7 separate regions of the Mus musculus genome follow, and regions 1, 3, 4, 5, 6 and 7 are each linked to region 2. Evidence: chromatin contacts called from public HiChIP or PLAC-seq, Micro-C and promoter capture Hi-C data. All regions are on one chromosome and are shown on one strand. The core of a region is the stretch at or near the end of the contact, and the rest is flanking DNA. Distances in the headings are between cores, read along the strand shown.

Region 1 (3,445 bases), core at 29-2,528, 480 kb after region 2:
CCACTTGGTGAGGCACTGTGCCTGCAAGTCTGAGCATTGCTGGCGGCGTTCCTGCCCTCTGAGAGCTGTACCTGTCATAGAAAGGGCACCTAAGCTAGGAAAGAAAGCAGGGCACAGCAGGTGATAAATGTTGGTGACAACTTCAGGTGCTAAGAAAGCTAAAAGTTAGAGGGATTCATTGACTTTAAGATTTCAGAATGGCTTTTTGAGGAAGGATATTTTATCTGTAAGTTGAAAGAGAACTAGGCTCAAGATGCTGTAGGTGGGAGAGCAGAAAGAAGTGCTCTAGGCAGACCATAAGACCCACTGCTATCATTTCAACAATGCAGGGATGTAATAAGTAGGAATTGAATTCAAAATGGGGAATGGACATGGTAGAAACTGGAAAGATGGAGTCCCTGGGAGCCACACCATGTGAGTCTTGATGCATTTCCACACTGGAGTCATAGAAAGCCTGTGGAGGGGTTGACATTGGATCTGTGATCTGCATTCTCCCTCAGTCTAAGCTGTGGCACACAGATCGAATAGGAGTACACTTCAATCTTTGTGTACGAATGGGAGGAGGTTTCATTGGGAATTCTGTGGGTGAGGAAGAATTAGGTGTGTCTGTCTATAAAGGGTATAGGGGTCTTGAGAAGAAAAGCCATGATTTTATAGTGAAGCATCCCAAGAATTATAAGGTTGCTTGTGTGGTTTGTGAAAGTATTTCTGAGAGACTTGAAGAAGGCTTGCTTTCCACACAAAAACTGTGGCTGGCTATCTTTTAGTCAAAGATCTGGAGCAACCCACCTCTACTTCTCAAAGGCATGCTGGAAGGGTTGGGTGGATCAGAAATAATATTTTGTCCTGTTTTCTTAATTTTAAGAATAACTACATTTACCATTCAAAAAGATATTTTCTTGTAAGATATAACTACTGATGTATGTCCGATGAGCTCAAATCATAACTGTTTAAACAAAAGAGAAGGCAATCTCCTCACCAGGGAGCTTTCCTAGAAGGCCTTAAGTTAACATCCCATTCATGTAACAGGATTCCAAGCTTGGTGGGTTTGGGTGTTTATTTTAATCTTGTATTGTCATTAGCACGTTTGCTACGTGAGTTACCCTTGGGTGTGCAGTGGAAATGGCTTTCTATCGCTTTCTCTTTGTGTCTTTCTATTTTAAGGATTTAGGGTATTATGTCTGAGTGAATTGGTTCACAGGGATCTCACTTACTCACTGTATGCTGCTGCGCTTTTGTTCTCCGTCTGGCTAAGCCACATACCTCCTGAATAGCATGCTCACGTGGAGGTCACATGATGTGGGGGTACATAGGTGCCAGATTTTCATTCTGCCTGGGCGGTGCGTGGTGCACAGAAAGCCACTGGAACTATAAACTCTAATTTCTCAATCAAGAATAGTTAGGAAACCAGAGTTCTGCATTTTCATTAACACAGGGCCCTGCATGCCAGCTCAGCTTACTACCTGCTAAGCCTCCTAGGTCTTTTAGAGAATGTGCATTGGCAGTTTTCCAGTCTCACAAAGGCTCATAAATAACTGCCTTTCATATGAAATGTATTTGGTTTGGCATATTGACACTGGAATACATTATTCTTTTAGCAGTTGAACAAATTAAAATGAAATGATGGCTCCGTCTTTTTCAGTGTAATAAAATGAGCATAATTGGGTTACTATCTTTATCTGGCAGTCAGGAATTAGATAGTGTGCCCAGTTGCACTACAGGACATTTACACATATCCTATTCCTGGTGTTGTGATAATGTTCCCACATACTAACAATTACAAGAGAGAATGATCAAGCAAGATGATTGCAGTCATAATATCTCGGCCCATTATCTTTCAAAATCCTTATGATTTGATCTTGGATGCAGTCAGGACACCTGGATTTTTGTTGCTGTTGTTGTTTAATGTTTTCTTAAAACTCAAGATCATTCTAATGTGTGGCCAAAATTGAGAGCCAGTGTTTTCGTTCCGGTATCAGGGAGAAGTCTCCTCTAATAACATTCTTGTTAAATGTCGTCATTTCTCTCTGCTTTTTGTTCCCTAAGCCTGCTTCACAACTTGGTAAGGATATGGGCTAGCAGAATACAGAAATCATTGAACATTTAGAAGAGTGAGAAGAGGATGACTCATTGGTTTTTTTTTAGACTTCATACTTGATATGACCAGCTATCACTTCAGTGATGCTCAGAGTGACTGCAAGCTACTATACTATGTAAGGGAATCAGATTGTCCAAGAGCTGCTCTGGTGTTTTCCTGTTTGCCCCAGTACATTGGCCCGTTGATTTCAAATCATCGCAGGCATCTGTATAGTAATGATAATCTCATTGCACGGGGTTTATGAATTTACCTTTAACTGGGAGTATATTTGTTTCATTTTATACTATGAAATTGACTTTAATACTTAGTTGCATATTCAGTTATGCATTCATCAACTGGTACATGGTTATTTCCTAACTTTGAATACAATGAGAACAAGATGTATCAAAATGAAATCTGACATCTTGAGTGTCATAGAAGGTTTAGAGGTCAACTTTCTGACCATCTCTTTATAAAATGAAGTTCTTTCTTTTATACTCAATAGATTTTGTTAAAGTGTGATAGGACATGAACTTAGGTTGTTTTAAATTATTGTGTGTACTTCTAAAGCTTTAGGAAGCTGTGAGAGCATCCAATGAGAATGTGAGGCATCTTTCACTTAAGATAAATCATTGTTTAAAAATAATGTAATGCCTTGCAAGGTGCCATCAAGTTTTAATAAAGAATCTTTAATTAAAACCATAGATGGCCATACCTGTAATCCCAGCACTTGTGAGATAAAGGCGGGAAGATCTCAAGATAGAGTCCAGTTGAGAGGCTTTCTCTTCTCTCCTCTCCTCTCCTCTCCTCTCCTCTCCTCTCCTCTCCTCTCCTCTCCTCTCCTCTCCTCTCCTCTCCTCTCCTCTCCTTTTCTCTCCTCTTTTCTTTTTTTCCGAATGAGCTGCACATGAAGTTTTTGTGTGGAAAAATAGAACCAACCAACCATCCAACCAACCAACCAAACAAACAAACCAACTAACCAAACAAAAACCAACATGAAGTGGACAGAACAGGGAAATGCATTTACTCAAAACAATGTCATTTATAAGTATTTCTCAAATATTATACACATTTAAAATAAATTTTGGTCTGTATGTCCCTTTTAAATACAGTAGATGTGACTTCTATACATTATACTCTCTGAAGCAATGAGCTATCACTCACAAAAGCCTCCCTTTCTCTTCCAACCTTTGACTTTGTCCACCCTTTGCTGAGATTGTGATATTATTAGGACTAAAACAATGCTTTACCATCAGAAACTCATGTTTTTGGCAAGAATTTTTTTCCAAGTTGGTATTTTAAAATAAAGTTAGGAAAGCAGTTGAACTTTGGTTGTTTTCTGGTAAATTGTTTGTTTAACTAAAACTA
Region 2 (3,066 bases), core at 241-2,740:
CAGGTTCATCCTTCTGTTTATACTGGTTAGGGTATTCTTACACAGTTAAGGATGAATAAAGGAATAGCCACAGCTGAAGCACTTTTCATGGCTTTGACCATGTTGTTTCATCCCAATAACACAGCAAATATGTGCATTTTGAAGCATAGATTTATTGAGAACAATCAAAATAATTATTAAAAACCATTTGATTTTGTAATTTGGAAAACACCAACATTTTCCATCTCCTTTTCATTCTAAATAAGTAATAAACCCGCTCCCAATGTTGAGAAAAGATGGGCCTGTTGCACTCTTTACCTTTATGCAACCATTTTGTTTCAGACATAATTTACTGAAAAACATTTTTTTTAATTAGATACACTTAAATACCTTTTGGAAGCTTTGTGGTCTAACGCATTTGTATCAATACAATATTTTTCACTGTGTGTTGCAAGTGAAGGGACACTCTGCCTTTGCCATTTGATGAGGCTTCCCTCCCCTGTTCCCCTCACTGCATACATCAAGCACGGCTTCCAGGGTGAGCTTTGTTAGTTTTTCTGAGTGGACTACCCAGTTACTATGCTAGTCACATTCTACACTCGCCCAAGCGATAGGCTTTGACAGTCTCCTGGACTGGGAATATGGTTTGGCCCGGAGATTCTGAGTTGGATTTACTAGTTGAGATTCCCGAGCCCGGAATGCCTGAAGGAGCTGGGGCCGGATAAGCAGTGCAAGCTTTCAAATCTAGGTGTAGCTGTTAATCCTCTACAGAGGCATCCCAGTCTCCCAGCGCAGCTTTGCTGGCGGCGAGCAAGATGTATGCTTTTCATGTACTGCGTACTCATGGGCTGAGGGGTTATTGATTTCTTTCACAGTTATAGAAACAGCGATAGGTGATCATACCACACATACAGTACACACCAAGTTAGCGACCTTTCGCTTTTGTAGCCGAGAAAAATCTGCCTCTCCTATCTCAAACACTCAACTTTCCAACTGCAGTTTTCCGTGAAGCTCTGCGCGGATAGAAATTGCTTGAAACAGAGAGGAGCTATTTATTATTTTTAAAAATGATTTAAGTCTGTAAGAAACTTATAACATTCGGCTATTTTGTAAGACTTTCCCTAGAGCTGGCTTGCACGCACATCTTTGACCCGTCCTGCTGACAGAGCAAACGTGGCTACTTGGATCCCTCATGGAACCAAGCTAGTCATTTCCTTCTAGAGAGTAAGAGCAAGCGAAGTTTCTGGGACAATTATGAGAAAAAGCATGGAAAACACTTACCAGGAAGACGAGGAAAAAGCAATCCTTTATACCCTGCTGCTACAGCTGTAATTCCATTGCCTGTGAGTTGAAGTAAAAACCCTCCCCCGTCTCCGGAGCGCGGCATCCAGTGCACACAAAGCCACGGCAGCTGCAGCCTGAGCGGTCCTGCTTCAGATCACTCCTGCGCTGAGGACTGCGCGCGAGAGCATCCAGTTGACTGCGCGCAGCCCACCTCCAAGTCTGAAGTTTAAAGCTTCACCTCGCAGTGGTTGAGGAAGGGGGTGATGTCATAGGTGGGCAGGACTTAGCCCAGCTCTTGTTCAGTGAGGTAACTGGATAATCAGACAGATGAGCTTTGCCAACGCTAGAGGGGGTGAGAGAAGCCGAAATGAGCCTTTCAGTTTGCCAAAGCTGAGATGCCATTTGGTTTGTAGGCAGCAACTCTGGAATCTCCGCGCTCCCTAAAGTTTACTACTGCAAGGTAGTGATAGCACACTCAGAAAAACACAAGCACGCTAGGAGAATATTTATAAGATCACAATAGAGAAACAGGTGTCTGATGCTCAAGCCATCTGTACCAAAAATAAGTTAACAAAAGTCAGATTATTTTTATTACATTAAAATCGTAACTGTGGAGAACAGAGGATGGCAATCCCAACTAATATTGATTTGGCAAATGAGAAAGCAGGGTCAAATGGTGATTTACTTAGGAGAAGGGAGAAAATGGAAGAACAGTGAAAAATATTGAAGAAAGCAGTCTTATTGGGAAGTAGAAAGGTTTTTTTTTCCACATGCATTTTCACATAATGAAGACTGTTTTATGTACTACTAGAGAGACCACCTACATGTGTGCATAAGGGTATACCTCTACTTCAGAACTAGGAAGATACAATCACTCATATTTATCAGTCTTCCCTAAAATTAAAAGGGTTGAGCCTAACTACATTCTTTTTTATTATTATTATTATGGTTTTTGCTGCCACGAGCATGGCTGCAGTCATCAATATCTTAAAATATCTGTTAGAAATGGTTCTTCCAGGTTTAAATCATTTTAATTTGCGTACATGAATAAATAGTGACAGTTGCAAGACACTAAGATTTCTCTGCCTAATTAACAGGATTCCAAGACTTTAATTTCCAGGTATAATTTTATCATCAGTTTTCTGTTATTTGGACTTGTAAGTTTTCTCCTAAGTAAGTGAATTTAAGTGACGAATCTTGTTTCTATATTTACCCAAATAGCAATCTCCTTTCCCTTCTTTCTTTGCTTGATTCTAACAAGCTCATGACTTTATCCTTTCTAGGAAATGGTCTGTTTGTCTCTGAAGGCTAGTTGTCTGTCTTAGGAGTACATGGCTATTCTCTCCGTTAGCTTCACGTGGTTCCTAACTTGAGTTTGGCAGCTGTTTGACCTTTAGAACTCCCCTCTGAGAATGGGTGCTCTCAGGAGTGGAAGGTGACCCCTCGATAAGAGATGTTCCGACACCTATTGTTCTATGCTTGCTCTCTTGCTGACTTCTGAGGAATGGCCCACTGAATGAAAGTAGGACTTTAGCATGTTAACATCTATTGAAAAGCCAATTTCTCAGAAGTCTTCAGTAGTGCAGGTTAAACTGAGAGGTGGCCGTAGATTTTTGATGGAAAAAGTAGGTGTAACTGATAACCTCTCAGGAAAGGATAGGAGTGATTTCAGTTACTGAAAATCAAACACCTGGATTAAATTATTGTTTGAAATAATTCTTTCTAGAAACCATTTTCAGATGAGAGTTGATTCTATTTTAAAAGGAAAAATTTGCCTGACCAAATTCCTGTGGGCTTATATCC
Region 3 (2,989 bases), core at 224-2,723, 280 kb before region 2:
ACCACCTTGGAATTGTGGCACATTCAGGAAGAAAGCTTTGGATGCTTGGTCCTTTGAGGGACATCCTCCATGTGTCAAACCACACCTCTTGGTTAATGTTAACACTGCCTTGACCATCCATGAGAACTTCGTCATCTTTCCTCCCAAAGTCTACCCCATTGCCATTTTATCTGGATTCTACATGAGTCAAAGCCCTTCTTATTTCATTATCAGTGTGATTTCAAAGGCTTCCTTCTTGAAGCTTTTTTCTCCCAACAAAAATAATGTTTTATGTATTTGATAGCATTTAAAGAAAAATCCCAAAGAAAAATGTCAAAATAAATATTACTGTTTTATGATGTTGTGAATTCATTTTTAAGTCTCATTACTCAAACATTCTTCCATTCTTTACAATTCTCAGCTTGGTCTCTCTTTTCCCTTTTCTTTGTCATTGTCATTGTCATTATTATTATTATTATTATTATTATTTTAATGCGTTTTACTTCTCTTTGGTGGAAGGCAGTTTAAGGTTGAGGCACGAGAATCCCTAAATTGTGGCAAGCCTGAGCTACAAAAGACCCACTCTAAAAAACAAACAAACGAACAAACCGTGTTCCCTAAAGTTATTTGCCAATGCATATAACTATATTGATCCTAAATTGATGAATAGATGTGAGTTTCCCAAATCCACTAAGCCAGCTTCGTGGAGAGATAAGTTTGGGGTGCAAAGAAGAGGGTGCAAAAGTTCTATGTTCTAGGTCACTGCTCTTGAGGTAGATTCTCTGGCAATTGGATTTCCTGAATCATGAGAGAACTACCTAGGATGGAGCTAGATCTTTGGATGAGAAGTTGTTTTGAAGTCAATCAGGAATAAAAGACAACCAGGCACTAGTTGGATTTACTTTGATGTGGGACTTGGTTCTCATACATTTTGGTCACCAGATCTTAAAACTCTCGAGTTGGCCCTGTGTACTGTGAAGCTTTTGAAACTTCACAGAATTCTAACTAAATCTCTAACCCACGATTGAGCAGCGGGTTGCACACGGTCTGGATCTTTTCTTTTGGTTCTATTTGTCCACCGAGAGGAAAGCGTCAGGTAAAACCTGTTCAGACGAGGCGGTTACAACTTCTAGGACGGGTGACCTCTTCTTCATTCTACAGTCCCCTAGACTCTCATCATTGTCAGCGGGGTCTGGGTCATCAGGCACACCTGCTGGCAGGCCACGCCCTCAGGCCCTGCTCCTCCCGCTCCCCGCAGGCGGTGGCTGCACGCCCCGCCTCCGTCGTGAAGCAGCCTCCCCGCTCCTCGAGCTCTGGCCCCGCCCCTTCCAGCTCCCCAACGTCCTCGGCGTCGAGCCCAAGCCTGCGCCTGCGCCTGCGCCCTGAGGCTGAAGTAGGGGCGCGCCTTGGCTAGAGCCGGGAGAGCGGCGGGCGGAGCAGCCAATGGGCGGCGGCGCTGCCTGGCTGCCGGGAGGCGGGGCCTGCGCGGGTGTTAGGTTAGCGCGAGGCGTGACCTAGTTGACAGGCTCTGAGGTGCTGCTGTGGCGGCGGCCGCCTGGCAGAGCGGGCGGGTCGAGGGAGGAGGGCGGCGACGGGCCAGCGGCTAGCGGCGCGGGACGCAGAGCCTTTGCACTTTTCCCTCCCGAGTGTCCCCTCCATCCACCCCCCACACTCCACACACCCTGTTTGCCCGTGAGCCTGGGGAACTTGCAGCTTAAAGCCAGCCACCCCCACGGCAGCATGTACCCCAGCAACAAGAAGAAAAAGGTGTGGAGAGAGGAGAAAGGTAACCGGCCCCGCGACCCCGGGGACGGGCGGCGGGTGGGTGGGGGCGGGGGCCCGGCGGGGCGGCGCGACGCCCTCCGCCCGCAGCCTCCTCGCGCCCTCTCTCTCTCGGCCGGTGCCGCTCCTGCCCGCGGCCGCGTCCACGCGCGCGCACGCCACCGGCCACGCGCCGCCCGGGCACCTGCGGCTCGCGCACTTGTGGGCGCACACCCCTCCGGGCGCCGGGTCACCTCCTACCCCGCGTGCTCGCCTCCCGGCAGGCGCGCGCCCCCGGGCTAGGGTACAAGTTGGTCAGGACCCCAGCTGGCACTTTGTACCTCCCGCCGGGTGTCCCGCGGACCGGTGCCGGCCGGCCGGTGTCGCTCTGGCTGCAGTTGCTGAGCCTGGGGAGCATCTGCACCCGCACCTGCCTTCCTCCGGTCCCAGCCTCTGTCCTCCTGACATCCCAAAGTGGCTGGGGTCCCCGCTATGCTCAGCTGCAGTGTGACTTTTGAAATTTGGAACCCAAAAGGAGCATCTTGTCGGAGAGAATAAGTGCCCTCGGAGAAGTCTGAATGGGCTTTCCTCGGCAATGTGGTTCTCTGTTGCATCCTCATTCATAGTGTGAAGTCGCACGGAGTAAGACAGCGAGCACTCTGTGAATGAACCCTTCCATCCCTGAGTTTTGTGCACATCGAGGCTTATCCAAATCCGTTAGATTGACAGCGGCACGGATTCCTTTAAGAAATAGAACTGTGCGATAAGTTCTTTTTCTCCTCCTGTCTGTCTCATCTCAGTTTCATAGGTCATATTGTGATGTAATGCTTGATTCTCTGGCATATTTTTCTTCATCTTTTTCTTTCTTCTCTTTTAACCTGTTTTCTTACCTCAACCTCCGACCCCAATTTCAGAAAAACTATTTGCATTGCTACTACCAACTTGCACCAAATTTGCATATAAAAGATGGAGCAAGGGTGTACCATTTCCTCAGGACTGTCTTCTTACGGAACGGGGCTAAAGGGGGTAACTCAGTTGAAAGTTGATTTTCTTGCTGATAGCTTGTTAAACATTTTTGTTGCAAGTCTCTGTCCTTTGTGAACCTTTTGACCAAACAATGGACTTAAAAGTGAGAATTAGAAACAATTCTCTAAGTAGTGCCTGCTTTATGAAAAAAAAGTATCGAGGAGGGAGTATTCAAATCAACTGCAGGGAAGTATGAATATGGTCGAGTAGCGCAGTTAAAGTA
Region 4 (3,451 bases), core at 486-2,985, 260 kb after region 2:
TTGCATACATTTCTGATCACACGTGAGGGATTAACATTTGACTCCTGGTCCCCAGTTGCTTGTTTGACTGTAAAAGAAGTCATCCTTCTTCTCCTTTTACCTTTGTTATCAATCTCCTGTTCCCTCCACTTTGTTCACTGAGGAATCAAACTCTTGAGCAGCTATAGCTCCGCTGCTCCTGAAGTCACCCTAAGTGACCTTGGTGTCCACACAGCTGTCCATCTGATTCTGAAGGAATGTCTCTGTCATCTCCACCCCTTGTCCTATTTTCTAAAGTCTGCTTTTTTTCTCTGCAACCTCAGTTCTGCCCCTGCTAATTCTCCAACTCTTGTAGCACTAAAAACAGTATCATCTTGACATCTGCCTTCCTATCTCACCATTGCTTTCTCCTCTGATAGCTTCACTGCAGTTATTTGACCTTATTAAAAGGACTGATCCATCAACTCTACCACCTTCTCAAGCTCCTTCAGCTCCCGTCTGCATTTCCTTTCCTCCTGATGGCTAAGGTTCTGTGGTGTGCCATTACAACCCTTGAGCCTTAGGGGATGAATGTGACTCAATTCTGATTTCCAAAGGGAAATCCTACCATAAACCACACAACTGGAGTCCTCACAAATCCAAGTGACACCTTTCCAACTACTCTGTGAATGACCTGAAACAACACTAATGAAGCAAAGTGACAAAAGCCCTACACCAAGGAACAAACACATGCCTTTGTTAACCAAGAACTTATTTCTTTGACTAGACTTTTTACTATTAATTAGCACCCTTGTGAAATTTGTGAATATGATCCTTGAAAAGGAAATTTTTGTCTTCCTTCAGCATTGTAAACTACCTATCCCATTTAACCAAAAACACTTCAAAATTATCATGGCTACATTTTACATTGAATGCTGCGCATACACTTTTGTGGCAACAGAATATGATGAAACAAAACAAAACAATTGGAACTGGTAGCCTCATTTGGATTCCTTGATTTTACAAGTGCTAGCTTGTGACTTCAGCCTCATTGTCAGTCTTGTCTTCTCTAAGATGACTCGTGTGCCCTTTATTGTGGAGTTAGTGATGCAGACCTGAGTGGATCATTTTGAGAATCAACTGGAGTGCATTCATAAGTTTATTAGTAGTCTGGGGAGCTCCCCATGAGCTCAGCCTGCCACCACCTGAGTACTTCCCATTGAGAACTACTTTCGTTGTGTAAATCATGATGACTTGAAATTTGGTGTTCCATAGCATCTGGTAAGCATGAAAGAATACGGGTCTTAAATTTGAAAAATAATTTGATAGTCTTATTCCTTCTCTCAAGACTTAAGTGATGAATTCTGGGTAAAATAACAATATTATTGGTTAGCATGCATATATTGTCATTGTTGCATAAATAAATAGCTGCGTAAATATTTGGATGGATCTAAATAACTTCTATATGGGAATGAAGGCTGCTTGTTGTTCTTGGCTTCCCATCTCATCACAAAAGCATCTCCCAAACTTTTAAATTTTCAAATATAATAGTGTTTTTGGAGAAATATAGAGGGAGGAATGCCCAGAGAGGGAGTTGACTTGGAAATGTTTATTTAATCTTCAAAAAACATGTGCAAAATATCAAGAAATTTTGTTATCCTTAAATCTGGAATCATTTTGGAAGATCTGCTTTGAAAATAAAGCTCCTAACAGCAAGGAGCTGGCTTACCCAGCTATCCTGTTTCAAGGAAAACAGAGGAAGGTTCTTGGATGAAATACAATCCATCGCCTTCTTCCCCAGCCTCAGGGAGAGTCCTGCTTGGGGAGAAAGCTATAATTAGCTCAGTTGTTGCTTTTTACCCCAGTTGTTTCTGCTTGGCTTTTTACTTATTGGTTTTATTTTTTTCCTCTCCAATTATTTTTGGTGGTGTTGGTTTTTAAAAAGTCTGTCATATCATCCCTTATAAATTTCAGATTCTGAAATTATAGTCAGAAACATGAAAATTGCTTATTGCATTCAGCTATAAAGTACAATATTTACCAACACTAACATTAAGTTAAGATAGCCGTATCCAGAAAACTTATACATTCAATATTTTATTGCATTTAAATTTTTATTAAGTTTAAAATTTTATGTTTAAACACGTAAAATTGTTTGTTACATTTAAATTTTTATTACATTTAAATAGTTTTTCATTAAGTCATTTTGTTATACTGTAACTCTGTTTTCAACTGTGAATGATTAAACAGATACTCTTATTATCCAATGTCTTCAACTTTTTTTTTTTTTTTTTTTTTTGAGACAGGGTTTCTTTGTGTAGTCCTGGCTGTCCTGGAACTCACTCTGTAGACCGGGCTGGCCTTGAACTCAGAAATCCACCTGCCTCTGCTTCCCAAGTGTTGGGATTAAAGGCATGTGCCACCACTGCCGGTGGTCTTCAACTTTTATTTGCTTGTCTTCAGCTTCTAGTGCAGATTGGGATTGAAATTTTATTTTAATTAGACTTTAAAAGGAATGAACATCACAAGTAATAAACATGTAGAAATCCCCAGAATCATTTTTGAAAGTATATACATCTGAAGATTCATTCAAACTCCTGTTCACACCAAATCTCCCCTTTGCTTAATCTAGATATTTCTGACTAAAGGTGAAACAAAAGTCTTGTTTTTATCCTTTTTATCCTTTTACTTTCACAGTTTTCTCCAGAAGTAATTTTTTTTACCATTTTTCTAAGTATTTTATTATTAATTTCAAGGTGACTTTCAATATTATTATTCAGCTTATTTGTGTGACTATTAGAGTGAGAATTCTTAAGCAAGTCCTATTTTTTATAGTTTCACAATTCTTGGTGATAATTTAGAATATAATTTTATTAGGATAGTATAATTTTTATAGCCACTAATTATTTTTATTTATGTTTTTACATCTTAATTCTCTACATTGGTTTAACTAAAATATCTCCACTGAAACTAAGGTATATTATTCAGTTTACAAGTTCCTTAAGAATTTTTACTAGGAACACTTACTGTGAAGATGCTAAAATAATTTGTTTTGAAGTTCTCTTCATAGTTTAAGTACATACATGGAAACGTAATAAAAGAAGCAGTTTGAGGACTTGAAGAGTGTTTGGTGGAGGATTTTGGACTTCCTAAAAAGGCCTGTAATCTCACCCTAAGTATGTTCTTCATGCTACAAAATTGGCCCTATATTTGGAGGTGGAAAATTATGTAAATGTATTGGATTGATACACGATGAATAAAAAGTCTTCCAACAAGGAGAAGGGAAAGACCAGATGGGTTTATTATTATTGAAATCCATCAAACATTTAATGAAGAACTCCTATAAAGGCTTCTTAAAGCATTTCAAGCAATTGTCAACCTACCACGAGGCCAAATTTATAAGAGTAATATCGACCAAATGAGAGTTATCCCACTTTAGGCAAGGATGGTTTAACATGTTCAAGTAAATAACTGTGCTACATAATCAAATAAA
Region 5 (3,498 bases), core at 445-2,944, 400 kb after region 2:
TAATGAGGGATGCAGTCAGTTGCTATGCCATTTGCAGAAAATAATGTACCAATGTGAACCAGTAGTTCCACAAATTTGTTTCCCTTTGACTTTCCAGTTCACCACTAGAAGCACATGTTTGAGAGGTAATAGTATATAAGATACAATGGGATATTGTGAAAGAGTGAGAGTTCACTTTGCTGATAAAGAAATAACTAAAGAGGAAACCTAAATACACCACATGTATATTCTGTGCTACCTTGTAAGGTATGAAAGGGATAAAGAAATAATATGTATCTACATTAGGTACCAGTTCATAGGCTAAACTCCAAAGGTTGTATGCATGCCTTGGTAGTAGGTGTAACCTGTGGATTGGATTAGTTGGGAAATGAGCACAAAAGACACAGACGATAGTGAGGAACTTGTAATGAGCTACTCTGGTTATATAAAGCAGATTGTAATATAGAAGCTTTTACTGCTCCAAAATTAAACTAGAAAATTTCCAGGGGAAAGAAACATGCTAAGATGTTTGTTTAGAGCATAAAGCTATGAAATTAAGTATATGTTTTGTGGGATATCTGTTTTAATATTAGATCAATACACTGCAATGTTATTTACTAATACTTGGAAACATCTCCAATATGGTGCTATATTGATACTACTAGTGTATATAATGCTGTAAAATTATAAACATTTGGGAACACATAAATCATATATTAGATGGAGTAGCAGACTTAAGTGTATAATGGTCCATAAAGTAAGACATGATTTTGCAAAAAAAAAAAAAAAAAAAATGGAATTTGCAAGTCATGCATGGTAGGTTACAATAAAAGGAGAGAAATCTAGAAGAGGATACATTAGTTGATGATAATACTCCTACAAAGGTGGTGGAGTGGTGTGTAAATTCTTCTCGTGGATACTTTAAAGATAGGAACATAAACAAGAAGCAAGAGCAGTGTAGCATTTGCTGAAAGCTCTGAATAGACCATTGCTTGTACTAAGCATCCTGAGCAAACTCTCAGAGGTCCTGTGAACCCATTTACAGATGAAAGCCTGAGGCTCAGAAAGGTTAGTTTACTGAATGCATGTGTTCATCCAGGGTTAGCTAAAAAAAAATTCCAGTCCAAGGCTCTCTATATCCAACACGCATCCCTGGATCACCATACTAAATAACTCAATGAAACACTGTCGCGATTAGAAAAGAACCTTCCCACGTCGTTTTCTTTTTAAGTACAAATCTTTGCTACAGTTATCAGAGTATATGTTTTGTGGGTGTGCTAATAATGTTCAAGCATCCCCTGATAGTAATTTAAATTAAACTATCTTGCATATATGAATTATTTCTTTTTTTTACAGTAGATAAAATATGTTAATTTGTGTAAATGGTCTTCTGGGTGCAGATGCTCACACTAAAAGCAGGCTTATTTTAAAAGCCAATTGTCTTTCATTTGAAGCTTCTTTTATATGCATAGTTTATTTTTCTAATGCGGTCTGGATATAGGAATAATTTTAAGGAGGCATTTGTGGCTAAATGAAAGAAAAAAAAAACCCTAGCTCTCTTGGCTTTAGTAAATATTAATGAGCTCGTTGGAAAATCTTGTTAGAGAAGTGCAGCTCTCTTTTGAGAGTTTTCTGCCATCTTGGCCCTTTGTGGGCCTTGCTCCTTTGTTGTGGATTAGCATATTGGGTTGTATGTGCTATTCTGAGCCTCACTTCAGCTCCTTTGTGTGTGCTGACAGAAGGCTCACCTTAGTCTATTATCTGCAGAGTCTAGGCATCTTAATAATATATTGGATTTCGGCAAGATAAAAGCAAATCATTCAAAAGTAATTAATCTGACTCACTCATTTCAAAGCTTCCCCACAAAATGGATGGTGTTCATTTTTGGTCATGTATATATTGCTGTAATTAACAAAATAAAATCTGGCTTTTATTAATTTTCAAATGAGAAGTTGACAATTTGATTTGTTAATTTTAATATCCACCCATATAGATAGATAGATAGATAGATAGATAGATAGATAGATAGATAGTAGCAAATGTATAATTTGATTTAAACATTTTATTTTTATCCCAAATATTATGGTCTCATATCCATATAAGTTTTAAATTACTTTTATTTAAAATCCATTGCATTATTTAATTAGTATTAAAACGATATAATCATCAAGAGGAGCTAATGTTGAGGTTATTAGGACCTCAGTGATAATCCTTTAAAGTCCTTATAAATCATGGATTTCACTTGTTGCTGATGTATTATACTATCTATAGTCTCATAGTATAAAGAGAAAACAGGAAAAAATTTCAATGAAAGAATGTAGGCATTATACAAATTATCTATGTTTAATTTTTAAAAATTAAACATCTTGAGCCCATATTTCACTTTCTATTATTCTAAGGGGTTATGTGATGCTTACAAGAGAATTTTTGGGTAAAGCCCCATTTGTGCATCAAAATGTAAAATGTGAGTTTACTTCACAGGGTAATCTATAATGAATATTAAAGATTAATAATTTTTATTTGTTTGTATGTGGGGGTGAGAGAGAGAGAGAGGGAGGAGAAAGGGGGTAGGAGAGAGAGAGAGAGTGAGAGACAGAGAGAGAGATGAACCAGGGTTTGCAGAGGACTGAGAGGGCATTGGATGCCTTCGAGCTGGAGTTAACAGGCAGTTGTGAGCCACCGAGGGTGAGTACTGGGAACCAGGTCCTTTCAAAGAGCAATAAGTACACTTAACTACTGAATCACCTCTCAAGCCCTGAGCCTGTATAGTTTTAAGTGACAAGGTTTGTGAAAAAATCTTACCCCCATAGTAAGCAAGCATATATACACATGTAAGACATTAAGTTAAACAAATATAGAAATCCTACTAACCATAAAAAGTTTTTGATTCTTTGAACAAAAGGCATAAAGCTATATTAGCTGTAGTATTTTCAAAAAAAGCCATTTGTTTCTTCTTGTTTTTGAAAACCTGACAGATAAGACTGCATATATTTACCAGGTCTATGCTAATCTGATATATATATTTGATATATAAGATATATATATATATATATAAAATGAAACATATCTAATTAACACATGCATCATTTCTGTGTATAAGGAAACTTTATATCCACTCCTTCTATTTTTCAGATATTGTCCTCTGTAAAGACTTATAGTGTTTTAAGTATTTTTATCTATTGTTATTCAATGCATGTCATGATTTACATACATTGATAGGCCCCTTCTAAAGTGTTTTTTTGTTTGTTTGTTTGTTTGTTTGTTTCAATGTAACTTACTTTGAGATAACATTAACAGTGGTTCAAAGGCTTGAAATGCTTTTTGCCTTGCAACTGCCCTTTCCTATCCCTTGGACCCTGACAAAGCGTTGGTGGGTTTTCTAGAGGAGGGGATGCTCTGTAGAGAAGCTCCAGGAAAGACTGTCAGTGCCGAGAGATACCTTCCTAGACCATCGAGCTAACCCAGGTCGGAAGAACACCTCAATCAACCCACTATACTATAATATGTAATGAGCACTTT
Region 6 (3,295 bases), core at 603-3,102, 500 kb after region 2:
AAGGAATCTTTTATATTTACAACTAGAAAATATAAATGTCAATAGATTTAAAAAGTAAATTTTGTCTTTCCATGTACCTAAAATGAACTATGGAAAAAATGACTCTAAAAACACAACCTTACCCTTGATGTATGTATATATGTCAAAAGTTAGGAAATTTCACAGCAATGAAACTATGCTAGATGTGTTTAGGAACTTCTAGTGAGGATACTTTAGCTGTGTTTGCATGAAAATAAATACAACATAGCATTTTATTATTCTTATTATTGAAGAATTTCAAGCACGAATAGATGAGTAGCAAAACTTTGATAAAATATTTCCTCCTAGTAGTTGCAGTTTTTATTTATTTTGGAGTTTGAAATTAGCTGTACTTAGAAATATTTTGTCCTCCCAAAGTTACAAGTCTGAAATGACAATACAGGTCATGAGAATGACCATATTTCATGGAATTGCCCACCTATCTCAAGAAAAATTAATCGCCCTTTCCCAGGTATCCTGTAAAACCACAATTTAGTATGGCAAATTATCATGTTTTCCATAGGAAACAAGATATCCATGCTTTTAAGTGTATCATATACCCGCAGGAAATTTAATTTGATTGGTGTTTTGCATATACTCAAATATTGTTTTTGTCAGACCCACCCAGGGCTTTCTGGCTAGGAGAGGAAGCTTACACTTTGCTGTTAGAGAAGTTCTGTAGTGATGACGCCGCTTATAATAGCCTCCAAAGAGAAATATGTAGAATACAGCACAGCTAAGGAAATAAAGTTAATCAAAAATAGGAATTTTCAAATAAGAGTAACTCTCCCACTGAAATAAGACAAAGAGAAGAAAAATTAGGCTAGAAAAGTGTGAAGTCTATAGTGTTGGTAAGTGTTAGAACACATATTGCTGATAAGCTAAGCAAGAGCATGTTCTCTTCCTAGTGTGATTCTATTATGCAACAAATAGATGATCTAAATTATTTGTTTTAAAATCAATCAATCAATCAATCAATCGATCAATCAAAATCTCCCTCTTTATCTCTTTCTCTTTCTCTCCCTCCCTCCTTTCCCTCTCCATGCTCTGTGTGTGTGTGTGTGTGTGTGTGTGTGTGTGTGTGTGTGTGTATCTGTGTGTCTGTGTGTGTATCTGAGTGTGAATAAAATCTTTACCCATCTCTTTTGTCAGGAGCCATTAAATTCAATACCCGGAGAATGTTGTAAATCAGTGTCTATAAAATTAAAATATGCTTGAAAGTCATAATTAATTGTGTAAAATTCTTTTACAAGACCAGACAATGGTTTTACATTTTATGTTATATTAAAGATTGAGAAAATGTCATTTATGAAATCTAATAAGGCAGAACATTATTATGTTCATATCGAATGTTTGACTAATCAGAGTGGATTAAAGGTACCTTGTGGAATATGTTATATTAGTTGACTAATTCTTGTCCTAATTATTAATGTTCTTTGGCAATTGTAATACCTTCTATAAGCATCTCTACAAAATAACTTCACAAACACTTCTTAATCATCACAGACAGAATATTGTTTGCTGTGTTAATACATATTTAATAGCCTGGATTTATGTTTGTCTGTTTTAAGGAGCAGATTAGTGAATGCCAGAGCTGTCACCCTTGATAAAGCTGTTCCACATCTTTGGAGTTTAAACATGATACGTTAAAGTGTGTGTGCTGTCCCTTATGAGCAGTAAGTGGTTTGCAAGATAAAAGAAAGAAATCAGAAGTGAGGTTTCCATTACAAACTTGGATGGTATGGATTAAATTCCCACCCTGCTCTTCCCCTCCCTCTCATTCCCCAGAACCTCAGTGTCGCCTATGACATACAACCAAACAGGAGACATTAGAATCACATTTTTCACAGGGATTTGAAATGTCTTTGTGGTCATGGTCTGGCAGTAATTGAAGCCATATGCCTTGGGTCAGAAGAAAACCTATATTGAAACAGAAGAACCCATCTCTTGGCCCAGTGACCTCAGGAGAGTTGAATTATCTTGGTGGATTTATCCTTGGCAGCAGTGACATGGGTTATTTGGGCTGGAACTTTCTCCATGCAACTCTAAATAGTGATGGGGAGAAGCAGGAATTATCCACAGAGGAGATGGTATCAGTGATAAGTAAATGCTGTAAGCAGCTATGTAGTTCTCTTGTCTAGCACCTGTTAGATGATCTGTTGTAGATTGATTTGTGATTATGCAGTCGCTTGGGTGTCCTAGTACTTTAAAATAGTAGGCTGATGGAAGGAAAGATCATATGAAAGAGTTTGCGTTAAGTTGAACACTGTAGACATTGGACAACCAGCTTTTGTCTTAAATTACATGGCCTTTGGAATGCCAGCATATAAGACAAAGCAATATGATCTTCGTAATGGCTGTTGGCCTCTCTCCAAGTGACACATACATGAGAGTTATGTAGACTGGGTCACTTGAGGTTTCTCATTTCCCATAAAATAATGTTCATCATGGACTGAGTGGAGGTCAGAATTGGTCCCTAAGTAAATTTTTTCCTCCAGTCTCCTGTAGTCATGCATGAATATAGTCAGAAGCTGACTGACTTAATGGCACTGGCTGTTTAAAATGCTGCTGATGAGTGTTTATGATTTGACAAGAATTTTGATATAATTCATATTCTGAGGAGAACTAGTATTGGTGCTATATTTTTTTCCATACTGTGTAATTTTGGTTATAGGCATAGCCAATTTTTTGAAAAATTTTGATCAATATTTATCAAAACTTCTCAATAGTCTTCTCATGACCAAACTACCACATATTGTTTCTTCTCTTTTTCTCACTCTGAAAGTAGTAATGAAGATGCTTTCTCTAATGCTCCCTTCCTGGTCCTCATCCCTTTCTGTCTCCACAGAGCTTTTCATCTCAGAAATGTAGGATACAAAAATGTTTCTTGGCCTGGGAATGGTAGGCACATGCCTTTAATCCATTCACTTGCAAAGCAGATGCAGGCAAATCTCTGAGTTTGAGGCCAGCCTCTTCTACTACATAGTGAATTCCCTGACAGCCAGGGCCAAAAGAGAGACCCTGTCTTCAAACAAGCAACAGCAGCACCCCTGAAAGAAAGAAAAAAAGAAAGAAAGAAAGAAAGAAAGAAAGAAAGAAAGAAAGAAAGAAAGAAAGAAAGAAAGAAAGAAAGGAAGAAAGAAAGTCTTTTATTCTCTTCATTCCAATCTGTGCTCGGGGAAGAGTAAAGTAACCAATATTTAAATGTGTTCCTTGCTATTCTATTATGGTTTTCCTGTGCATAAACTTGCTAATTTGTAACCAGGGAGGCTTGAGA
Region 7 (3,096 bases), core at 36-2,535, 380 kb after region 2:
TTCCCCTAGATTTTCTTTTCAGAATAGACAACTATCTTTGATTTATTGGAGTCTCTTGCTAACGCATAATTAAAACTCCCTGAGAATTCTTTTGAAGTCAATTTCTGCCTTTTTATATTGAAGGAAAGGGGGAATAAATCATGTCTTCATCTTTGTTCTCCACGAACCATTTTCAACATTGCTAAAGGAGTGAAACAACCCAGTTAATCTTTATATCATAAAGCTTCCACAAAAGCCGTGTGTAAATTACTGGATGTGTTCAGGGCACCCATTTTTCTTGAAGATTTTAAATGTTATTAATTCCAAGGACTAGGAGATAGTTTATAAACTGCCGATGACATTGAAATATAATTATTCTCCTGTTGGAAATGGAAACCACCTCACTCTGAGCTTGTTGTTGGCCATTTCCTACTCTGAGCTGATTGGATGCTTGTCTATATGGTCAGAGAACTCAGCGGGACTCTACCATCAGCTCCCCCGTCTGGCAGCTCTTTTCCAGTTCTTAAAACTTCTAAAACTTTCCGCATAAGTATTGCCAGTTAACTCATAGACAGTTGCACTGTTCTTTGGCCCACATCTCAAACATTCCCCTGAGAGCTGTTTTCACTTTCTGCAGGGTACTTATAGTTTATCTCTGTAGGAGAATGGTTTTGAGTTTGGCACTTTGTCTATTTATTTCTCCTTCTAATAGAACTTACTTTGGAGCTAGCTAAGCCACTGCTAGCTGGCTTCCTAAGTGCTGCTCAAACCTCTTCTATCAGTGTGAAGCAGTTACCTTTTCCTGCAAAAGGCTTAAGAAAACTACAGACCCGAACTTTTTAATAGGGCTATGATGAAGAAATGTTCAAATACATTCAGGCTCACTTTACCTGTATCTTTTCAAAACAGGGTCTGTGTTGCTAAAAAATGTATTTGTAAAAAAACATTTTTCCAGGAGAGAGTCAAGACTTGGAGATCCATATTAATACCATCTCTGTATCTTAAAAAAATGAGGAAATCATTTTCAGCAAGAGAAACTTAGGGATGAGTGCCAACAACATAAATATAAGTTAGTATGCATTAAGAGAAGTGAGTGGCAAATCTGTATAACTCTGTGTGAGGGTCTTGGAGAATAGCTACACAGCAGGGCTGTTTTCCTACAAGACAAAGCAGACCCATAAAAACATGATTGGGAGTGAAATTTAGAATTGGCTGGTATCATCTTCCTCACTTCTTACAGCTTCTGACATGGTGAGTGCCCCGTAATGCCTTAATGCTCTTAAGAGAATAGTCATTGTTGGGTATCTTGGAGAAGGTAATATGGAACAGGGCTACAGTCTTCTTTTCACTATTATGCCATACCTCAAGTATACAAAGGCTACCAATAAATATTATGGTGCCTTCAGAGTTTACACTGACTTAGAGAGATTTTGATGAGAAAGGTCAACCTTTCTTGTTTTGGGGGCATTCAGGGACTTTTTCTGTGATCCTGAATTGAATTGCCAGTATCTCCTAATCTCTCAACTCTGACTGTTGGTAAGAGAAAACAATAGAAGGATTAATGGCTCAGTTGAGAAATGTTTGCTTGCTAGACAATGGGAAGGGAATTGGGTAGACATACTTATCCTTCCTGTTTACATTCAGTAATGTAACCAGGATATTAAAAAGTCTGTCTAATAAAGATGGTGGAGTTTCTTTTTTCCCAGTTGTAATTTCTTATTGTGAAAAGCTCATCAAATTGAGCAGGAGAAAGGAGAAAAGAGAAGAATGAAAAGATATTTGAGAAGTCAGTGGTGTAACAAAACAGTACTAGCAGCGAGAATGAAAGCAGGGTGGGTGGCACATGTCACTGAGCTTGCATGGAAATGGCAGGCATTTGTTCTCAGATGGAGGGAAAGGGAAGGAGGGAAGTTGGGAAGGAAGGAAGCAAAGAGGGGAGGGAGGGAGGAAGGAAGGAAGGGACAAGGGTGAGACTCCATTTGCTTCTGCATACCTAGAAAGCCAGCTGCTTCCACAAATGTGTGTGACATCTTATATACAGCCTAGTAGGTCAGTGGAATTATTTCCCATGTGGAGACACATAATCTTACAGAAGTAACGAAGATATCTTTAGCCGGGCAGTGGTGGCACACACCTTTAATCCCAGCACTTGGGAGGCAGAGGCAGGCGGATTTCTGAGTTCAAGGCCAGCTGGTCTACAAAGTGAGTTCCAGGACAGCCAAGGCTATACAGAGAAACCCTGTCTCAAAAAACCAAAAAAAAAAAAAAAAAAAGAAGAAGAAGAAGAAGATATCTTTGACTATGAATAACTAATGTAGTATTTGAATATAGAGCTCTTTTTCCCCTCATTGCTAAAGCAGACTTACTTTTGCAGTTGCTGATTTAATATTGCTGTGTGAATTTTGTTATCTGATTTGTGGTACCCTGTGAGGTCTATACATCAGGAGTCATTCATCTGATTCAATAGATCGAATGGAGTTTTCCAAAACCTTTTCTTGATGATTTGGCTAAAGGTAAAGCATTTCTCAGAATAAAAGTTAAACTGTGCTTATTTCCTGAAGGCCTACTATGTGTAGGTGCTGATAAAAGACAAGGAATCCATCCTGTCCCTGACACAGTGTTCTCTGAACTGAATGAAAATACAAAACAGGAAAAGTACAATTCTTTATTACGTACAGCAAGGCAAGAATGGTTACTTGTCAAATCTGTTGGTCCGTAAATCCATAGTTTGTCAGAGGCATCTGGGATACATAGCCTATCATCACTGTTGCCAGGAGACTGAGGTGTTTCCCCTTGAGGGGCCTTTCCTCAGGAAAAGCAGAAGCCTTGTAGTTAGTAATTATATGGAGTGGAGGTCAGAGACAGTACAGGCTTTAGAGTTAAGCAATGCTGTTTAAAGAGAGACAGACAGACCCTTAAGAAAAGGACAATTGTATGCATGTGTGTACGCTTGCCTGTGCACGCACAAGTTTCTAAGAAAGAGTCATATTTTAAGCATGTAAATAGCCATGTACATCCTTTTATAGCTTTGGAGTTAAATTACCCAAAAAAATATAATTTATAACTAGATTCAAAGGCTAAAAAAAAACCTTCAAAAATAAAATGTGGAAAATAAGT

What was found. Promoter capture Hi-C pulls out the DNA fragments that hold promoters and counts their contacts. Hi-C and Micro-C count contacts between places; a contact is called where the count stands out from the background. HiChIP or PLAC-seq counts read pairs in DNA pulled down with a chosen protein or histone mark.
Region 1: a contact with region 2 is called in a promoter capture Hi-C map of cranial neural crest, with 4 times the contacts expected there. The contact joins the enhancer-like site here to the promoter of Flrt3 in region 2. A contact is called at or near these places in 11 of 39 promoter capture datasets (the 3T3-L1 cell line, cranial neural crest, embryonic stem cells and 4 more), 13 of 484 Hi-C or Micro-C datasets (the AML12 cell line, cerebral cortex, cortical neurons and 6 more), 14 of 115 datasets of contacts at active chromatin or transcription factors (astrocytes, craniofacial prominence, embryonic basal ganglia and 6 more) and 3 of 9 other capture datasets (adipose tissue, embryonic stem cells and pancreatic islet).
Region 3: a Micro-C map of embryonic stem cells shows a contact between it and region 2, with 2.7 times the contacts expected there. The contact joins the promoter of Macrod2 here to the promoter of Flrt3 in region 2. A contact is called at or near these places in 1 of 39 promoter capture datasets (liver), 1 of 484 Hi-C or Micro-C datasets (embryonic stem cells) and 1 of 115 datasets of contacts at active chromatin or transcription factors (pancreatic cancer cells).
Region 4: an H3K4me3 HiChIP or PLAC-seq map of craniofacial prominence shows a contact between it and region 2, with 3 times the contacts expected there. The contact joins the enhancer-like site here to the promoter of Flrt3 in region 2. A contact is called at or near these places in 8 of 39 promoter capture datasets (the 3T3-L1 cell line, cranial neural crest, embryonic stem cells and 4 more), 3 of 484 Hi-C or Micro-C datasets (ECoMG-derived neutrophils, bone marrow-derived macrophages and myeloid progenitors), 8 of 115 datasets of contacts at active chromatin or transcription factors (craniofacial prominence, embryonic limb bud, embryonic stem cells and 1 more) and 4 of 9 other capture datasets (adipose tissue, liver, macrophages and 1 more).
Region 5: an H3K4me3 HiChIP or PLAC-seq map of embryonic forebrain shows a contact between it and region 2, with 4 times the contacts expected there. The contact joins the enhancer-like site here to the promoter of Flrt3 in region 2. A contact is called at or near these places in 11 of 39 promoter capture datasets (the 3T3-L1 cell line, 3T3-L1-derived adipocytes, cranial neural crest and 7 more), 3 of 484 Hi-C or Micro-C datasets (bone marrow-derived macrophages and macrophages), 10 of 115 datasets of contacts at active chromatin or transcription factors (astrocytes, bone marrow-derived macrophages, craniofacial prominence and 5 more) and 2 of 9 other capture datasets (embryonic stem cells and macrophages).
Region 6: a contact with region 2 is called in an H3K4me3 HiChIP or PLAC-seq map of craniofacial prominence, with 4 times the contacts expected there. The contact joins the enhancer-like site here to the promoter of Flrt3 in region 2. A contact is called at or near these places in 13 of 39 promoter capture datasets (the 3T3-L1 cell line, 3T3-L1-derived adipocytes, embryonic stem cells and 6 more), 6 of 484 Hi-C or Micro-C datasets (the AML12 cell line, adipose-derived mesenchymal stem cells, cerebral cortex and 2 more), 12 of 115 datasets of contacts at active chromatin or transcription factors (craniofacial prominence, embryonic basal ganglia, embryonic forebrain and 5 more) and 2 of 9 other capture datasets (adipose tissue and liver).
Region 7: an H3K27ac HiChIP or PLAC-seq map of extraembryonic endoderm stem cells shows a contact between it and region 2, with 7 times the contacts expected there. The contact joins the enhancer-like site here to the promoter of Flrt3 in region 2. A contact is called at or near these places in 6 of 39 promoter capture datasets (the 3T3-L1 cell line, embryonic stem cells, frontonasal cranial neural crest and 2 more), 6 of 484 Hi-C or Micro-C datasets (bone marrow-derived macrophages, embryonic fibroblasts, epidermal suprabasal cells and 3 more), 7 of 115 datasets of contacts at active chromatin or transcription factors (bone marrow-derived dendritic cells, bone marrow-derived macrophages, embryonic limb bud and 4 more) and 2 of 9 other capture datasets (adipose tissue and macrophages).

What each region holds. Positions count from the first base shown.
Region 1 is chr2:141,150,868-141,154,312 of GRCm38.p6, forward strand. All of the region lies in intron 5 of Macrod2 (mono-ADP ribosylhydrolase 2), which reads left to right. Among named protein-coding and RNA genes, the nearest start is that of Flrt3, 480 kb to the left of the region's middle. Within about 2 kb of position 1,279, at least 20 of the 459 cell types and tissues checked have an H3K27ac peak or open chromatin away from gene starts, as enhancers often do.
Region 2 is chr2:140,669,986-140,673,051 of GRCm38.p6, forward strand. Flrt3 (fibronectin leucine rich transmembrane protein 3) reads right to left here and starts at 1,491. Exons shown (of 3, transcript NM_178382.4): 1 at 1,261-1,491. The region is part of intron 3 of Macrod2 (mono-ADP ribosylhydrolase 2); the gene reads left to right.
Region 3 is chr2:140,393,957-140,396,945 of GRCm38.p6, forward strand. Macrod2 (mono-ADP ribosylhydrolase 2) reads left to right here and starts at 1,474. Exons shown (of 19, transcript NM_001013802.3): 1 at 1,474-1,765. The coding sequence starts at 1,720.
Region 4 is chr2:140,932,961-140,936,411 of GRCm38.p6, forward strand. All of the region lies in intron 4 of Macrod2 (mono-ADP ribosylhydrolase 2), which reads left to right. Among named protein-coding and RNA genes, the nearest start is that of Flrt3, 260 kb to the left of the region's middle. Within about 2 kb of position 1,736, at least 6 of the 459 cell types and tissues checked have an H3K27ac peak or open chromatin away from gene starts, as enhancers often do. A contact at or near this core is called in craniofacial prominence, where this site is marked.
Region 5 is chr2:141,073,002-141,076,499 of GRCm38.p6, forward strand. All of the region lies in intron 5 of Macrod2 (mono-ADP ribosylhydrolase 2), which reads left to right. Among named protein-coding and RNA genes, the nearest start is that of Flrt3, 400 kb to the left of the region's middle. Within about 2 kb of position 1,695, at least 10 of the 459 cell types and tissues checked have an H3K27ac peak or open chromatin away from gene starts, as enhancers often do. A contact at or near this core is called in embryonic forebrain, where this site is marked.
Region 6 is chr2:141,171,494-141,174,788 of GRCm38.p6, forward strand. All of the region lies in intron 5 of Macrod2 (mono-ADP ribosylhydrolase 2), which reads left to right. Among named protein-coding and RNA genes, the nearest start is that of Gm25583, 470 kb to the right of the region's middle. Within about 2 kb of position 1,853, at least 4 of the 459 cell types and tissues checked have an H3K27ac peak or open chromatin away from gene starts, as enhancers often do. A contact at or near this core is called in craniofacial prominence, where this site is marked.
Region 7 is chr2:141,049,651-141,052,746 of GRCm38.p6, forward strand. All of the region lies in intron 5 of Macrod2 (mono-ADP ribosylhydrolase 2), which reads left to right. Among named protein-coding and RNA genes, the nearest start is that of Flrt3, 380 kb to the left of the region's middle. Within about 2 kb of position 1,286, at least 3 of the 459 cell types and tissues checked have an H3K27ac peak or open chromatin away from gene starts, as enhancers often do. A contact at or near this core is called in extraembryonic endoderm stem cells, where this site is marked.